2 separate regions of the Mus musculus genome follow, and region 2 is linked to region 1. The links are chromatin contacts, called in public ChIA-PET maps. All regions are on one chromosome and are shown on one strand. The core of a region is the stretch at or near the end of the contact, and the rest is flanking DNA. Distances in the headings are between cores, read along the strand shown.

Region 1 (3,960 bases), core at 540-3,039:
TGAAAAAAAAAAAAAAAAACTAAAAGTCTGGACGTTGGGAAAGGCCAGGGCCAGAGATTAAAAACAGGATGGCTACTATTGAGATGTTATTTAAAGCCATAAGGCTGAGCTATCCATGGGACTGAACGAATACCAAGTGGGAGAGAAGAGATCTAGCCTTGGTCCCAAGGCCATCTGATAGTGAGAAATCAGAAGACCGAAGAGCAGTCAGACATGGACAAGGAGAAATGGTGGCAGAGGTTGTTGGAAAACCAGAAGGGTAGAAGCCAGCAGGAGAAAGGGCCTTCTGAGGGAATCAACAAGTGGTCTGAGGGTCGCTGGAGGTCAGAGCAGAGGAAGGGCTTGAGGCCTGGCCTCTCTCTGCAAGGAAACAGTGAAGTCCAGACAAGGCCAACTGGATGGCATCCTGGAAGCAAAAGCTGCCCTTCCCCCACTCAAAGAACAGCAGGGAGGACAAGGAGCTCAGAAGCAATGTCTCTCTGCAGGGGGAGAAACTGAGGCTTTCAAAGATCTACAGTCCTCTCTCTAAAGTTGCCATTAAGTGGCCCAAGAACCAGGTTCTATTACATTCTACTTATTTATTTGTCTATTTGTTTATTTGTCTGTTTATTATATATAATGTTGGGGGCAGGGAACACGTATCAGGATGCATATGTGGAGGTCAAAGGACAACTTCCCAGAGTCAGATCTCTCATTCCACCATGTGGGTCCCAAAGATGGAACTCAGGCTGTCAGGCTTGGTGTTGAGCATCTCTGTCCATTGAACCATCTTGCCAGCCCACAGGCTTTAAAGAACTTACCACGAGGCCTTACCATGCATACGGCTGTGCTTGCGATTCATTGTCTTTTGGCAATTAATGTTCTATTAAGTCGACCCAAGTGACACACATCTATAGTCCCAGCTAGTCTGGAAACAGGCAGGTGGATTTCTCAAGCCCAGAAATTCAGGGCCTTCCTGGGTAACAAAGCAGGGTTCCAACTCAAAAGAGAAAAAAAAAAAAAACTTTATTCAATGTACTGTCATTCAAGAGCTCTAGCTGAGCCTGGATCTTACAAGACTCTACTCAGCAACCCTTCCTGACCCCAGGAGACCTGCCCAAGAAACACTACACTAACATCAGTGAAGCCTTGGGGTACCAGCTTTCCCCAGCTTAGATTTACACAATTCACAAGCTTTTCTGCTTTTTGTACCTAGAGTGTGTGTGTGTCCCAGCTTAGATTTACACAATTCACAAGCTTTTCTGCTTTTTGTACCTAGAGTGTGTGTGTGTGTGTATGTGTGTATTATATATATATATGTATGTGATTATGTAATATACATATATATAAATGTATGTGTGAGTGAGTGGTTTCAGTGTCCACAGAGGTCGGAAGAGGGAGGACATCAGATCCTCTGGACTTAGAGTTACAGGCAAATGTTCTTAACTGCTGATCCATGTCTCCAAACACTCTAAAGTTGTATATTCATATATTCAAATATATATTTGCCAAGCTGGTATATATATATCTGTGACTTTGAGGCCAGCTTGGTCTACATAGTGAGTTCCAGGACAGCTAGGGATGTTATACAGAGAAACCCTGTCTAGGGGAGAAGAAAAAAAGCTGCCATGTGTGTAAAAGTTCAAAAGTTACATTTTAGTAAATAAACTGAGCCAAGTGCAGTGACAGTCTCAAGATTAGCCAACGTCAGTACATAGCAAGTTTGAAGCTAGTCTAGGCTACATGAGACGCTGTCTCAAAAAAGTTGGGGGGAGGGGGGGCTCTGGATGTTGGTAGAGTGCCTGGTGTGCACAAAGCCCTGATTTTATACCCCCCACATCCTCAATGCATAACACAGGGTTGGGTGGCACACCACTGTAACGCAGTGCAGGAGAGGCTGAGACCAGAGAGCCAAAGTTCTCAGTCATTCTCTAATACTCGGTGAGTCTGAAGCCAACCTGTGATCCATGAGATTGGGGAAGGAAGTCAGGGATGAAGAGGAGGAGAAAGGAAATAGAGAAAAGAAAGGAACCTTACCGTACAGGCTCCTTCAACTTACGCAGTTCTGTTCTGACAAACAGAACACCTGCCTCACTCCTGAAGCACAGCCACCGTCCTGAGGGCTATAGATACTGCTCTACCAGGCACGGCCTCAGCCACACAGGCAGGAAGACAGCCTCTGGGCCTCTAATCTGCAGTTCTTATCTTGCCTCTGCCGGGTGCCAAAGCCCCAGCCCAGAGCACTGACTGAACAGGTGTGTCTGCCTCTGCTGCCCTCAGACCCAGATCCTCAGCCGCAGGACAGTCTGTCTCCACAAACACAATCCACTAGCCCACTTCAGCATGACTCCCGTCCCCACATGCTAGGAACAAAAGCTGTGAACCTCAGTAGTTAAAAGAGAACAAAACTGAAAACATATCCCTTCTAAACCGCGTGGCAACAGTCCTCAAAAGAGAAAGACTTGCCTATGGCTGACTGAGACACAGGAAGCCACACCCTCAAGTCTTAGATTTGTAAGACACCTGTATAGTGCACAAAACAAAAAGCAAGGTTCCACAGGGGTACCTGGAGCCTTTGGCTCCTTGCATCCCAGGACCTATAGCACCTGTGTTTTCCCAAAATGACACCCAGCCACAGTGATATCACAACAAACTAGCCATGAGTTCCCCTTTTCATTCCATCCACGTTCACTGAGCACCTATTACTTCCAGACACTGAGAATACAGATGCAAATGCAATGGACAAGAACCCATTCAAGATCACGTAGCTGGGACGGGAAGGCAGCAAGCATCATTTTTAGCAGATCGGATTAAGTGCTACAGAGAAAACAAGCAAGGAAATAGACAAGAAGGATGAATTTGATCAGCAAAGGGCACATCATGAAACATGTGAGTCAAGAAGACTAGACAGAAGTAAAGGGGCATGCTTGTGGATAGATGGGGAAGAACTTTCCAAAAGAAGGAAGATCAAGAGAAAAGCTAGCAGACGAGAAAAGCAAGGATCAGTCAAGGGGTCTGTCCTCGTAGTGCTGTTGGGATTGTTTGTTGTTCGTGGCTTGATCTCTGCATCCTAGACTAGCCTCAAACATTCAGCGGAGGGTGATCCGGAAGCTGACTCTCCTTTCTGTATCCCTAACGTGCTGAGATTACCAGCATGTACTGCCAGGCACTCCCATTTTATGCCTTGCTGGGGATAGAACCCAAGGCTTCATGCAGGCTCTAAGCCAATGCTCTACCAACTGAGCTACATCCCCAGCCCCTGTTTGAATATTGTTAAAGAACAGATAGATGCAAGCTAACAAATGTTCAGGAAAAAAAAAATCCTGTAATACCTGAAGCCAGGTAAGGCTCAGACCTCTCTAATGCTTAAGCCAAGCAAGCTTACAAGCATATGGGCCTGCAGAATTGGATCCTTATTGCTGCACTGAATTGGAAACCAGACTCCAGAACTTTTATTCTGGGGTCTAAACACCCTCCCCACTATAGACCTACCCATGATCCTCCTCCACAACATGCAAATAAAGCATGTAGCCCAGTTTTCAAACCCACCTGCTGCCCTAAGACAAGGTAGGTACACAGAACACAGTAATCATTCTCAGAGGATGGCCCTGGAACCTGCCGGTATTCCCCAAGCCTGATCAGGGAAACTGTAAAGTCAAAATTATTTTCATAAGCCACGCATGGAAGTGCACTCTAGAGGCCGATGGAAGAAGACAGTGGTTTGGAGATCTTTCTGGACTACATGGGGAGTTAGATCCAGGCCAGCCTGGACTGTTTGGGGAGTTAGATCCAGGCCAGCCTGGACTACCTGGACTGTTTGGGGAGTTAGATCCAGGCCAGCCTGGAATACATAGTGAGTTAGATCCAGGCCAGCCTGGACTGTTTGGGGAGTTAGATCCAAGATAGCCTGGACTATATGGGGAGTTAGATCCAGGCCAGCCTGGTGTGAGACACTGTCTCAAAAATCAAAACTGATAAACA
Region 2 (3,960 bases), core at 877-3,376, 290 kb before region 1:
GGGAACAATCCCATTCTGCCTCTGAGTTCCGAGAAAAAAAGATGTCCCTTTCTGGAGGAAGCAGCCTGGGAGTGGCCTGGAACTCCGGTCACCACCAAAACTCAGAGAATCAATAAAGGATGAACTCTGAAGCCATTGAATTGGCCCAACATCCCGCCCCACCACTCTGTCAAGCCCCTACTCCTCTAAAAAGCAAATGTCTATCACAAACTTCCCGGGAGCCACTAGGTATTGCTCCAAACATAGCCTGTAGCCTGTCTCTGCAGATGTGTAAGACCCAAAGTGACCAGCTGCTACCCTGGACAAATATGACTCAGAGGGTGAAATTCTAAGTTTCTAGTTGGTCATCTGGACCCATTCTCTATCTTTGCTGTGATTCTGTGTCCCTGAGAGACAGTCCTATTGATGGCATCAAATGGGCTTGTACATTCTCTGCTTTCTGCCCGGTTCAGCTATCAGGACATAAGAGAGGAGGGTGGGTTAGTCAGGGTATGCATCCCCCTCCCTCCATGTCAGGGTTTGGCCTGGGCAGTGATTGTGTTCCTCTGTGTAGGCCACCACTCCTTCCTGTAATCTCACACATAGCACTGGCCTCACCAGCTTCACAAACAGCTTGTATCCGTTGTCAACTAAGATCTGAAGGTGGTAAAAGTTTCTCGCGGTGGCTGACTTGAGGGTCTTATTTAAGTATTAGGACACCATTGGTATTAAGACACCACTGTCCACCTACCATGACAACTCAGGATGCTTACAAACTAAAGGGAGGGGCTCCCAAAGCAAAGGTCAAAGGACAACCAACATTCAAATATGTGAGAGATAAAGTCCTAATTAATGACCTACCCAGGAGAGAGAGTTCTAATAGGAGATTCACAACCAAGTGAGAACACAGGATTCCAAGTAAACAAACGCAATCATAAAGTCAAAGGCCCTCCAAGGGACATCCACAGGGAACTGTTCTCGTCTTTCTAAGTGGCCAGGATGAAATGACAGAGTAGGGTATGGGGACACATTAAACTCTCTGGTTCCCAGGTACAACTCGTCCTCTCCGAGAGCTCAGTGTTAAATAAAAATTCCTCAGAGAAGACTTGTAGCCAAGCACTGTAACCTGGGAGCCCAGAATCACCAGACCCAAAGCAGGAGACCAGAAGTTCAAGATGGGCATTGCTGGTTAAACTTTTACTTCACACGTACTCATTTCCATCCCTCCCAAACCGCTCAGAGCTCTGAAACAGTCTCATGTAGCCCAGAATTTGTAGCTGAGAATCATCTCAAACTCCCGATCCTCTCTCCTCCAATTCCCAAGGGGCTAGCCTGGCAGGAAGTCTATTTGCTCCGCAGCCTTCTCGTTTCCTGAGAGAAAAGTCAAGTCCTCTCTGGCATCTCAGGACTAATGCTGAAGCAGCAGGAGTGTGGCACACTCCATCTCCACGGGGACTGAGGCTCTTTGTCCTATCTACCCTCCTGTCCTTGAGGTAGTCCTCTCTACTAGTTGGCTGATCCTAAGATGTTTTATAACAAAACTATGTTCCTACGTACTTGTGGTTTCCGAGTTGGGTCACCCCAGCAAATTAGTCTGTAGGGAGTTACAGAACTCTCCAACCTAAAACCACGCCAAGTGTGGGCAGTATGGCGATGTCAGGATTTGTGGCTGGCTTGTGAAGTGGGAGCACTTTGTGAGATGACACCCCTTACCTGCGGGGTCTCTAGTTAACACAGGCAGGTGAGGTGAGAACTGGACCAAAGGCTGGGACACAGCAGTCAGTGCTGGGGAGCTGATGTGAAGATGTGACTCTAAAGGGAGAGGTCAGGGAAGCAGGACAAGAGTCCCACCTACGAGTAACACCAGAAGCTCTCGCAGGAGACTCCTGGGACAGTGACTACTTAAGACATTTTCCAAAGGCCGTTGTGTTTCATCTTCACGACCAGGATCCCCTGAGGAGCTGGGACTAAGATACAGTAAGTACTGCGGCAGACTCTTCAGAAAAAAAAAAGGGGGGGGGGGACTTTCCGAGCTGGCAGCAGCTGGAGTAGTGAGACTGCATCGAGCTACTCACACTGGGAGTTTGAGCTGAGGAGGAGAGGCCTGAATGCCAGCCTGCTATGAGAGACGCACTGTGGTAAACCTGGAGGGCAAAGTTCCCTGGCCAGGACTTCTCTGTGACTGTGGTGTGACCCGAGCCGTCACCCTGAGCACATCTGTTGTTTCTCTTGGCAAATCTACTGCACAGCAGTGTCAAGAATGAGTTGTGGCAGAGGCCTGCCCACTGCCTTCAGATGTGGGCAGGCAGGTACCACGACCGTGAGCAAGTATGTGGTGGGGAGACGGGAGAGGAAGAGAAACAGAATGGTTTTGTGGACTGTGAAGAGAGGCAGAACTGGAGATGCAATGGCAGTGATGTGAGAGGCCCCTGCTGTCCCGGCCCATGCTAATGCTGAGGACCATGTCTGGGGTCATGTCCCTACTGCAGTAGGGGTCTTTATTGATGTCCATAGCTGTCCCTACTGCAGTGGGGGTCTGTATTGATGTCCATAGTCCATGCTACCAAGGGTCATGCAGATGTCTATGACCTGAGCTGCCACCTGAAGCCACGTTGATGTCAAAAGGGCCATGCTGAGCTTGAGCTGGGCCCATCCCTTACCTGGGCAGTACAGGAGAGCTGGTCCAGGCAGCATGGTCAAGGGAGAGCTGGCCCCCATGGCATGGGCATGGGAGAGCTGGCTGGCTGAACAGCTCAGCTACTGCCCAGGCTCAGATCCACCCCCAACACTGACTCCATCTATGAGCTGGAGGGGCCAGGCCTACAGAAGAAAAGCCACAGGATCTCTATGACTTAGGGCAACAGCAGGATATCCCAGAGGAGTCTTGGTGAGGGGCCAGTATTGATGGTGTAGTAGAAGCCAGAGGCCTTGACCCAGACCAACAACTCACTACCATGAACATTTGCAGGTAAAGTTATTTGGGCAAAAGGCAATAGTTTCCAGTGCCATGACAATGAACGATTATGTGATAGAGAGGTGGGAAAAGCAGAGGAGCAGGTTACACACAGTGGAGCTGGAGCACTGACTGCTGTGACGGGTGCCAGAAGGCCTTGATAGATAGAGGAGCAGGTTGCTGCCCAGAGGTCAGCAAGATGGTTTGTTATTTTATTTTATTGGGGGTGGGGGAGCAGGCATTAGAAGAGTGGAGGGCAGATATGGAAGGACTGGGATATCAGTGGGACTAGGGTGCATAGTGTGAAATTCCCAAAGGATTAATAATAATAAAAAAAAAATAGTGTTAAAAAAATGAGTTGTAGGAGTTGTAGGCAGCTCTCTCCCGACTGCCTATAACTCCAGCTCCAGGTGATCCGATGCCCTCTTCTGCCCTCTGGGGGCATCTGCACTCTCATGCACAAACCCACCCACAAACACCACACATACACATAAAAATATATCTTTAACAATGAAAAAAAAAGGTGAGTTGTACAAAATTCAAGAAGGGACTGTGTTCTATTTAGGGATAGAGACGGCCCCTGGGAGATGAGATATATAGCCGGATGTGCCAATAGTAAAAGCAGAACTGTAACACCAGGCCAGGCATGGAAACCATGAGGAACCAAAATCAGTCCAGGGGGATGGAGAGATGGCTCAGTGGTTAAGAGCACTGACTGCTCTTCCAGAGGACTTGAGTTCAATTCCCAGCAACCACATGGTGGCTCACAACCATCTGTAATGGGCGCCGATGCCTTCTTCTGGGGTGTCAGAGTCAGCATACTCATACATTAAATAATCAAACAATTTTTTTTAAAACTCAGTCTTGGCTGCTATCTCATGCTATTTACAATCATCAATTTAAGGGTGATGTGAGCTAAATGTGTAGGCTCTTAAATGATAAGGTTTGTGAGAAAACAAGACTAGTACTGTCTTACATAAATGGGAGGCAGAACACAGTACTCAGCATGAAAATGCAGTACAAAACAA

Evidence for each region. ChIA-PET counts read pairs in DNA pulled down with a chosen protein or histone mark.
Region 2: a contact with region 1 is called in an RNA polymerase II ChIA-PET map of memory CD8 T cells, with 14 read pairs. The contact joins two enhancer-like sites. A contact is called at or near these places in 2 of 115 datasets of contacts at active chromatin or transcription factors (bone marrow-derived macrophages and memory CD8 T cells) and 2 of 9 other capture datasets (embryonic stem cells and pancreatic islet).

Annotation. Positions count from the first base shown.
Region 1 is chr6:72,991,755-72,995,714 of GRCm38.p6, reverse strand. No RefSeq gene overlaps it. Among named protein-coding and RNA genes, the nearest start is that of Gm31547, 13 kb to the left of the region's middle. Within about 2 kb of position 1,789, at least 62 of the 459 cell types and tissues checked have an H3K27ac peak or open chromatin away from gene starts, as enhancers often do. A contact at or near this core is called in memory CD8 T cells, where this site is marked.
Region 2 is chr6:73,278,122-73,282,081 of GRCm38.p6, reverse strand. No RefSeq gene overlaps it. Among named protein-coding and RNA genes, the nearest start is that of Gm40378, 9.7 kb to the left of the region's middle. Within about 2 kb of position 2,126, at least 30 of the 459 cell types and tissues checked have an H3K27ac peak or open chromatin away from gene starts, as enhancers often do. A contact at or near this core is called in memory CD8 T cells, where this site is marked.